Regions from separate parts of the Mus musculus genome. Here all the other regions are linked to region 2. Evidence: chromatin contacts called from public Hi-C and HiChIP or PLAC-seq data. All regions are on one chromosome and are shown on one strand. Each heading gives the region's core, a stretch centred on a gene start, on an enhancer-like site or on the middle of the called end of the contact. The rest is flanking DNA. Distances are from core to core; before and after follow the strand shown.

Region 1 (3,048 bases), core at 94-2,593, 1.5 Mb after region 2:
GACAGATAAATGTTGTTCTTGGAAAGTACCAGGGCCATCGTCGATACCAAAGGCACAATGATTATGGTTTAAAAATGTTAAGAGTTTGTGTCTGACTCAGATGCTAATATAATGCAGCTTGAACTCCAAAAGAGGATTTGTTCCTTTGTTCCCTTTTGATTATTGGAACCCCTCGAAATGGCAGGCACTGCCTCACCCATTGATAATGTGGAGTAAGGCAAGATCTTTGTCAATGAGTCTGCAGGTCTAGCTGTGACATGTATGTAAATAGTTGCACTGCGTTAACAAGTCAGTGTCTCAAAGGGACAAGAACATCACAAAGTAGAATTTATCATTTACTTTTTGACCCCCTTCCCCTTCCGTCTTCTGAGGCAAATGCTGGGTGAAGGCCACACCTCTTAGGTGGTCATGACGCTTTGGCTCTATCCTCTCTTACAGTTGAGTCACCAAGGAGGGCAGTCATTGGAGATCTTTTACGAGGTGAGGTGGGCCATCCTATTGACAAGTGAGTACTGTCTAAAGCACTTGTTTTTATGAACTTCATTCAACGACCCCCAAACCTTTAACTGGTCAAGCTTTGGTGAGTTCCTGAGATTAAGGATTTAGCAAAACATCTAGGGACAAACAACAAAAGGAAAGATCCTTAGGGATGAATAAGAAGAAAGCAATGTACATAGTCAATGAGACAGTCGTTCCTCCTAAAAATTCTGTAAGTGGGCCTTCCCTGACATGATGGGCTCAGGACAGAACCTTGTCCAACAGTCCCTTTTGCTTATCCATTGTCTTCTTTTCCCTTCACACACCTTTATTAAAAAAGAAAATCCCACCTCCCAAGGTTTGTGGAATGGAATGAAACCCTGGAGGCAGTCAGTGTCTCTAGAAGGCAGAGAGCTGGCTCCTCAGGCGGGTGTCCTGGTTGTTATTAGGTGTGTCTTGTCTCCACCTCCATCCCCCTCCTTCAGGCTTCATCTTTCTTTTCTAGCACAATGAGGATTTAAGAGAGACAGGACAAGAATCCCCTCCTAAGGCTGGGTGGCCAGAAAAAAGTTTTAGGCTTTTATTTTACTTTGTATTTGTTTGTATGTTTGTTTATTTTGGTTTGGTTTTTGCCTTTTCCCATGGAGGACATTAATGGAAAGTGATGCGAGATTTTAGATCTTTGGAGCTTTGCCTCATTAGAGAAGCTCCAGCATTCTCTCCAAGTTCCGGCACTTCTGGCTTCCATCACTTGCACAAACACTGAGAACAAACAAGCCCCCTGCCCCGCCCCCAAATCCATCTCTGCTAGCAGCTCGCAAGCATCTCCTTCTCTCTCCCAGGGCTTTCTCCTAGGACTGAAGATTTATCTTGGCCTTACTTCAGACATTCCCCTCTGCTCTTCCACGGGCTGCGTTCTTCTCCAATGTTTCCTCCCTGCCTCCCTTGGTACTCATTAATTAACTGCTCCTCGCTGTGTGACTAAACGAGAGCCGAGAGCTGTTGTGTTTGGCTATAGAGAGGATTATGACATTTTGCAAACATGAGCGCGCGCGCGCGTGCGCGCATACACACACACACACACACACACACACACACACACACAGACACACACACAGACACACACAGGGGCGGGAGGAAGACGCTGAGGAAAGATCTTGGGTAATATAGGCAAAGGAGATAAACTTACAGGGGAGAAAAAAAAACACCTCTTAAAACCTGTTGAAGCAAGTAACCAAAACAGAAAGAAGAGGGGTGGGGGGACGGGTTGATTATTTGGTGACATTTACTTATTCCGACATGATATTTTAAAAGGCAAATACAGAAGCAGGAACTTGCTATTTAATTGAGGTTCAGGTATTTCAAAGCCTGCTTATCTCTCCAGCCCGTCCGGTGTTTCCATGGTGCCCCCTTTCCGCTTCTATTAGTCTGGAACGTGGGTAGCAAGCTGAGGAACAGTTTTAATGAGTAAATCCTTTTCTACACCAAATTTTATAGATAATTAAATCTGATTTATGGGGCAGGCTTCCGAGACAGTAAGAGAGGGAGGGAAGGAAGGAGAAAGGGGGAGGGGGCCAATTATTTGAGCTCTGAGTGGGCCCCGCTTTGTGTGTGTAGCCTTCCCAGCAGGCACCCTGCTTGGCAGGGTTGGCAAGGCGGTTTGAAAGCATAATGAGCTTCAGGGATGGGCCTGGCCATTTTTTTTTTTTTTTTTTTTTTTTGGTTTGTTTGTTTGTTTGGGGATTTGCTGATTTGGTTTTCATTTTTAGGCAAGGAAGTTCTCTGGTCCCAGTAATAGAACCTTATCTTTATTCTGCACTCTCTCGGTTTTCTTCAAGTTATGTCTAAAGCAAAGCACCTAGGCCCAGGAGTTTCCACATGCGAAACAATATGTCTTAAGCATTGGCTCTGTAGCAGAACAATTCTAGAAGCTGGAGATGCAGCCCTCAGCTATGAAGGCTGTTCAGACATCTGTGTGGGTGTGGTGTGAAGTAGATTCACTCAGTGGAAAAATATACCAACAAAGGGAAGTCTAAAACAGAAAATAGAAAGGATGGGTAGGTGGGAACTGCATCCACCATTTCCCATAGTTTATCATATACCATGTAGTATATAGAGGCAGGTTTGGTTCTAAGGACCATTGTCTATGACCACTTGTAGCTTAAAAGCAACCAAGCCAGTAATGGTTTCTGATGTGCAATGCCCAGGGCAGTGCCTGGACCACAGCCATGTGTATTAATTGACCTTGAAATGCTGTGTGAAGTGGTTGTTTGGTTACTGTCTCATTCCTCGTGACCTTACAGGTCTCTGGTAGCTATTCTACATTTTGATTTGCATCCGTCAATAAAACGAAGATGACACTGGTTTGAGTCACCTGTCCTGTACTACTGGGGATTGTTGCACCCATCAGCACACACAAGACTTTATCAATCAAGCCTCCTAGTTTGACTCCATTTTGAAGGAATATGTTCAACATGGGGCTTTAAAAAGCCAAGATCATTGCCACCATCAGCCACTATTATCACTGTCAATTATCATGAGTGACACATGTGTCGGATACTTTACATAAAA
Region 2 (2,971 bases), core at 429-2,928:
CAGCTAAGGCTGCTGAGCTATTAGACTTGAAATTCTGACTTTGACCCTGGAATGTTGTGTAGGTTGGAAAGAGTGCTTAATTAATGTATATTGAAACAAAAGATCAGGTAAATTGTTTGATTTGTCTTCAAGCTATATTTTTAGACTAATCTAATTCATTTTTTTCTTAAAGAGATTATCAGAGTTTTTCAGTAGACACATTCAGCTACCTCAAGAATTATCTTAAATACTAATTGTTTACTAAAGAATTGATGTAATTTTTTAAAAAGCAGAATAAAGTGAATATGATTATCTGTTTTCAAATGGATGTGAAAATCAGAGAAGTGTAGCCTATTTATAACAGGTAATAAAAGAATGCTACACGTATATAGAAGAAACTCTCTTATGATGTTCCTCTAAAAATATCTGAAAATTGCAAATAGGTGAGGGACAGTCACACACTGTTTGAAATATGTTCTCCCTCCATACATAAAACATTAATTTTGAATAATGGTATGCATTTAAATATCACAATTAACAGGGTGTGATATATTTTATTTCCCTATTTTTCTATTAAAAATAGAGTAGAATTTATTGATTATTGATAGTATACATCCTTTTCCTCTTCCTGACATCTCTACCCTTTCCCACATTGCCATATCACTCCTATCAAATGTTTAGTTTAGATCAGAGACACATCAAACAGTGTATGGGTGGGAGGAGGGACTATAAAACTTAATTTTTAAAAACTGTCCCCCATCAATTTTAAATGATACAAAATGTTTCTCAAAAAGGCATCCTGATCTGATTTCAATAAGTCATAGAGGGTACCTGGAAAAAATAACCCCTAGTCAAAGCTAGTGGTATTTACTAGATTGTTTTTATATACAGCATATGCTTTGCATGTATTTTGATCACAGTAAGAAAACGCATGATAGTTTTTTTTTTTTTTTAAGAACTGCTATATAAGTGCTCCTTTTCTTTTCTGTGACAGTTTGGTGCTGATTTTAAAAATTAAAAATTAAAAAAAAAGGCTTTAAAGGCATCATTTTTTTTCTCTCCAGTATGCTAAAGATGTTGTATATATCTTTTTTGCTTTTCTTTAAGGAAAGAATATGGGGGTTGCTTACACAGGGAATGAAAATTCTATTCTCCAACCCCCCCTCCCATTCTACTAAACCGTTTTAGTCGACATATGTTTGTTATCAGAGAGAGGTGCTGTGAACACACAGCCATTTTCTTAGCAGCTTTTTGACTGTATGTTACCATAGTCCCACAAGGCATTGGTCCTTTCCCATTGGGAAGTCATGAATAAGAGACTATGAAGCTCACACGTCAGATCTTCCTCAATTAATCCACCATTAGCATGTTCGGGGTCCACTACTGGATGGTTAACAGCGGCTTTTTGTAACTGTACGCCGACCATACCCAATTATGCTTTGCTAAAAATGAACTCTTTGCAGACCAAGCCTCTTGGGCTGTCAGTGTTTTCCGTTTTCCTATTTTAACGTTTGTGTATAGTGGCAGGCGACAGATGGTGTGGATCAGATCGATTTGATTGCATTAGATGATTTTCCCCCCTTCCCCACGCCTTTCTGGAAGCTCGCATCAGCTGAAGGCTCTCGCCTGGGACTCCTCCGAAGCATGAGCAAGCCGCCACCACGCGAAGGCACTGGGGCACAGCCAGCGAGAGGCGACAAGGTCCCTTCCCAGGGCTTGTTAACACTGTAACCGGGCGCTCAGAGAGCAGCGGCTCCCACTGCCCAAGCCTGCCTCGCCGCCCATCCGATGACTCCTGGCTTCTGCACACAGTTGGAGTTCAGCCGGCAACCTGGATTTAGAGGGTAAGCACTTCATTCTAGACGGATTTGTGACAGTTACTTTGCTATACCTGCGATACTGCAGACAAATCTCAGCAAACGCATAGGATGTAGGATGTGTGGGAGAGGGCGACTATGTTTACATCGGTAAATGGGTTTCTTTTTGTCTGAGACAGAGAGTGTTACTCGGTGACGATGTGTATAGTGTTTTGCCATTGATTGTAGGAGTCCACTACCACCCTCCTCCCGATTTTTTTCCCCTCTCCTTCGTGTTTTCCCTTTTCTACTTGAGAGGGAAGGAGAGATAGAAGAAGGGAGGAGGGAGTTAAGGAGGGAGGGGAGAAGAGAGGAGAGAGAGAGAGAGAGAGAGAGAGAGAGAGAGAGAGAGAGAGAGAGAGAGAATGAGAATATTTCTGCTTTAGCTTAATTGCCTTATTTCCTAAACCGATTTTTTTTTTTGTAGCTCGCTTTATGAATATTTGGTTTTTAATTACCAAGCGTTTAGCTAGGATGGGTGTTGGGGAGTGGGGGACAGGGTGGGGAAGTACAGAGGAACACTGCCATAGTGGCAGTGGCCTTGAGAGATCAAAAGGTGCTGAAAGCACCCCTTGCCCGAAAAACACACCTTCAGTTATTAGGGCGCGAGGGAATTGTAGATTCTAATAAACATGGCTTGCAGGAGTCGACGAACAAAGGTACTTAATGCGGACCTAAGCCTCCGCTGCTATTGCTCCGATAGCGGTACCTAAATATTCGAGAGGAAAGTGTAAGTTGATCAACAAACGCCCTGGTAGTATTGGGCTTTTTCCCTTTTCCGTTTTTTTGTGTGGAGGGTGGAGGGGGGTGGGGAGAGTGGATGGGTGGGGGAAATCCGACAGCTTAAGGAGGTTTGAATTGAATATGCACCCAGCGGCAGTGGTCTCGTAGGAAATGGTGTTCTCGTAAGTCAGGCTGCCCCGCTGAAGCACAAGAGCTGTGGTTAGAGCTCGGAGCGTCAGTTCTGGTGGGAGTGCTGCAGGCTGTCCGCTTGGGCTGAGCTGTCCACTGGTCCAGGTGCTGAAGTGTGGAGCATTTGGTATGTAGGGAAAGGGCTGACTCTGTTGCTTGGTTAGGAAGAAAACCTATCGCCTGTCTTGTTCCAGATTTTTTTTCTTAAAGCATGCTAGTCTGTG
Region 3 (2,844 bases), core at 66-2,565, 1.1 Mb after region 2:
GCCCCAGTACAGCGGAATGTCAGGACCAAGAAGTGGAACTGGGTGGGTAGGGGAGCATGGCGGGGGGAGGGTATAGGGAACTTTCAGGATAGCATTTGAAATGTAACTAAAGAAAATATCTCATAAAAAAGGCAAAAGAAATCTAATCTGAATATGATTCACTTAGTGGGACCTTTAGGAACAGACTAGGAATTAATGGAATTAATTCTCATATAAAAGTGAAGCCAGAGAGAATTCTTCTCTGTTATGTGATGTTAGTGTTACAGAAAGATGGTGCCATCTGTGAAGCCTGAAGCAAGCTCTTACCAGGCAGCAATCCTGCTAGTGTCTTAGCCTTGTACTTCTCTATTGCCAAACTGAAAATTTTAGTTCTCTTATTTATAAGACAACCAATCTACAATAGGTTGTTCTAGTAGCCTAAATATACTACATATAATCTAAGTGTCTAAGAAAAATCATTGTCCCAGAGGCCATTTATATTAGTGATCATAGTCATTATCATCATCATCACCACCATATATCAACATTTCAAACACTGAGGAGGAGCATCCTTCTGTGTTTAGTCTGTTACCACTGCCTGTATCAGCTCTACGAATCCCATGCCCAGCCAACAACCTCAGTGTCTTAAATAAAACATGATTCTGTTTTAATCAGCAGAGAATGTTTGGGCCTCACAATGACTTTGAAGGCCATTTTTCTGCCAAACGTGCATTAAAGATTATTATTGAATCCTGTTATTCAAACAGCTCACAGCTGATCATGAGCTGGCTTAAATGTCAAGAGTTTTGGTTGAACTTCAAAGACGAACAATAGATGAGGGAAACATTTTCAATTCTGCAAGCAAGGAGAATATGCCCGAGACCACTGTTATGCTATAGAGCAAATACCTATAATCAATGCATGATCATCAAAGGTAGAAGGCCAGTCTCCTTCATATTTGAATCTTCAGAATATAATGTTATTCTTTAGAATCACCACCCATCCCTCTGCATCAGAACCTGGATCTAATTTTCAATCTCATTGTTCTAGCATCTTTAATATTCAGCATCTTTGCATTTGCACCTGGTCTTCTGTTTCATGTATTATTATCTAACTGTAAAGACCTGGTTTAAATTTCCTGTATTGGTTTATTTTCAGTGTATTATGGGTTTCTGAATTTTTACCAGGTATTCATGTGTTATAATGAGGCAAGATTAAGGAGGTTGTTGTCTGTGTGACCAGCCTTTCTTCATGAGCAAGGTAAAGGTCGTGCTTGCATGAGTGTGCTGCTATCATAAATAATCCCCAAACTTTAACCTTCAAAGAATAAATGAATCCAAATTCTACCATCCAAAGCTACAGACTATGCATATGCGTCTGATACACAAGATCAGTTCAGCAAGAAGGATGTAACATTTAGCAACCACAAAACATATTTCAACTATAGTCAAAATAAAGGGTAGATGCTCTCTCCAGCTAAGAGAGAAATGAGTAATGGTTGGGTAGCAGCGACATGCTCAATGCCTGTTTTGTTTCAGCTCTCATTATGAGAACTACTGTTGTCAGAGACATAATACAATTCCGACCAGAGGACTTAAGAAATAAGATTTAAAACAGGCCAGGGACTTAGTCATCCAGATCAGATTTGCCAAAATGTCCAAAAAATTAATCAGTTCATCCTGCATTACAAGAGGAGCAACAGTCCTAACTCATGAATTATGGAACGGTTGGTCTACTCTCAAATCTGAAAGTTTCTAGGGCAATTCATTAAGGAAAAGATCAATTTGTAAAAATCCTGGAGGTTATTGAGTTGTTTAGAAGCAGCACACAAGATTTTTCATGTCAAACCAATTCCACTTTCTTCTTGAGGCAGGAGGAGCCGGGAGATGACATGAAAGATGCATTAGACGGCTTACTGTCCTCTTAACAAGGCTTTGGACACATCAACATATTGACCATCAACTAATAGGTTGTTTGCTTAAATTCGAGGACAACCAGAGCATCTAAAGTGATACAGTAACAATTTAAGGAAATCAATCCTCCACCCAGTGTTTACTGAATTTGTAAAACATGCAAGACACCCTAGTGGGCAACTTGTGGAAAAGGCAGACCCCCCTCAACAACTTTAAATTAAGTTGAAAGCCCTGAAGATATTTAGGCATTATAAAATAAGGGTTTTAAAACATCTTTCCTAGAACTAGGCCACTGACAGTCTAAATAATGGGTCTGTTATTTACTACAACCTGAATTTGGGATCATGTGACTTTTCTGCCTCAATTTACACATCTGTTAAACTGAGGTGAGTGGAGGGTTATAAACACTTTAGACAGTGTTTAATAATAAATGAGTTAGGCTATATAAAGTATTTAGAATGGTCTAGGAAGTTCAGAGACAGAGGCATTATTTTCACAGTGGGTAGAGTATTTAGGAAAGTAAGGGTAGGATGAACAAGAATTGAGAAGATTCGGAGGTTAAAGCGACTTAGATAAGTAGAACATGGACAGACAGGGTTGGAGATACACAGAGGAAGCTGTGTTGTAAACAGTAATGCAGCCTGTGACTTAACTAGTAGTCTAAAACAAGGGCTGCTGACTTCAGCCACAGGCTGAGATAGCATATCCTAACGTGCAGATACCAGAGAAAGAATTAAGTCTCATCTACTGGGGCATCGTTATTAGGAGCAGGATATTAGATAAAATTACAAAGGAACAAGGTATATCAGGAGGGCACTGAGCAGTTCAAAATAATAAGTATTCAAGATGGTGGGGGCAGACTCCACTCACATACGCACAAGGCAGGAAGGTGGAAATTAGAATAGGAAGGATTCTTCCTACTTCAATGTTCATTTTCCTTTGTTAATTGTAA

Evidence for each region. A called contact is a pair of places that touch in the nucleus more often than the background predicts. HiChIP or PLAC-seq counts read pairs in DNA pulled down with a chosen protein or histone mark.
Region 1: a contact with region 2 is called in an H3K4me3 HiChIP or PLAC-seq map of embryonic forebrain, with 7 times the contacts expected there. The contact joins two enhancer-like sites. A contact is called at or near these places in 1 of 39 promoter capture datasets (cranial neural crest), 3 of 484 Hi-C or Micro-C datasets (cerebellar granule neurons, cerebral cortex and cortical neurons) and 6 of 115 datasets of contacts at active chromatin or transcription factors (astrocytes, embryonic forebrain, embryonic hindbrain and 3 more).
Region 3: a Hi-C map of the N1E-115 cell line shows a contact between it and region 2, with 18 times the contacts expected there. The contact joins two enhancer-like sites. A contact is called at or near these places in 1 of 39 promoter capture datasets (cranial neural crest), 1 of 484 Hi-C or Micro-C datasets (the N1E-115 cell line) and 4 of 115 datasets of contacts at active chromatin or transcription factors (astrocytes, embryonic forebrain, embryonic hindbrain and 1 more).

What each region holds. Positions count from the first base shown.
Region 1 is chr3:119,947,833-119,950,880 of GRCm38.p6, forward strand. No RefSeq gene overlaps it. Among named protein-coding and RNA genes, the nearest start is that of Ptbp2, 170 kb to the left of the region's middle. Within about 2 kb of position 1,344, at least 53 of the 459 cell types and tissues checked have an H3K27ac peak or open chromatin away from gene starts, as enhancers often do. A contact at or near this core is called in cerebral cortex, cortical neurons, embryonic forebrain and 1 more, where this site is marked.
Region 2 is chr3:118,428,738-118,431,708 of GRCm38.p6, forward strand. No RefSeq gene overlaps it. Among named protein-coding and RNA genes, the nearest start is that of Mir137, 3.6 kb to the right of the region's middle. Within about 2 kb of position 1,679, at least 40 of the 459 cell types and tissues checked have an H3K27ac peak or open chromatin away from gene starts, as enhancers often do. A contact at or near this core is called in the N1E-115 cell line, cerebral cortex, cortical neurons and 2 more, where this site is marked.
Region 3 is chr3:119,574,141-119,576,984 of GRCm38.p6, forward strand. No RefSeq gene overlaps it. Among named protein-coding and RNA genes, the nearest start is that of Gm23432, 63 kb to the right of the region's middle. Within about 2 kb of position 1,316, at least 1 of the 459 cell types and tissues checked has an H3K27ac peak or open chromatin away from gene starts, as enhancers often do. A contact at or near this core is called in the N1E-115 cell line, where this site is marked.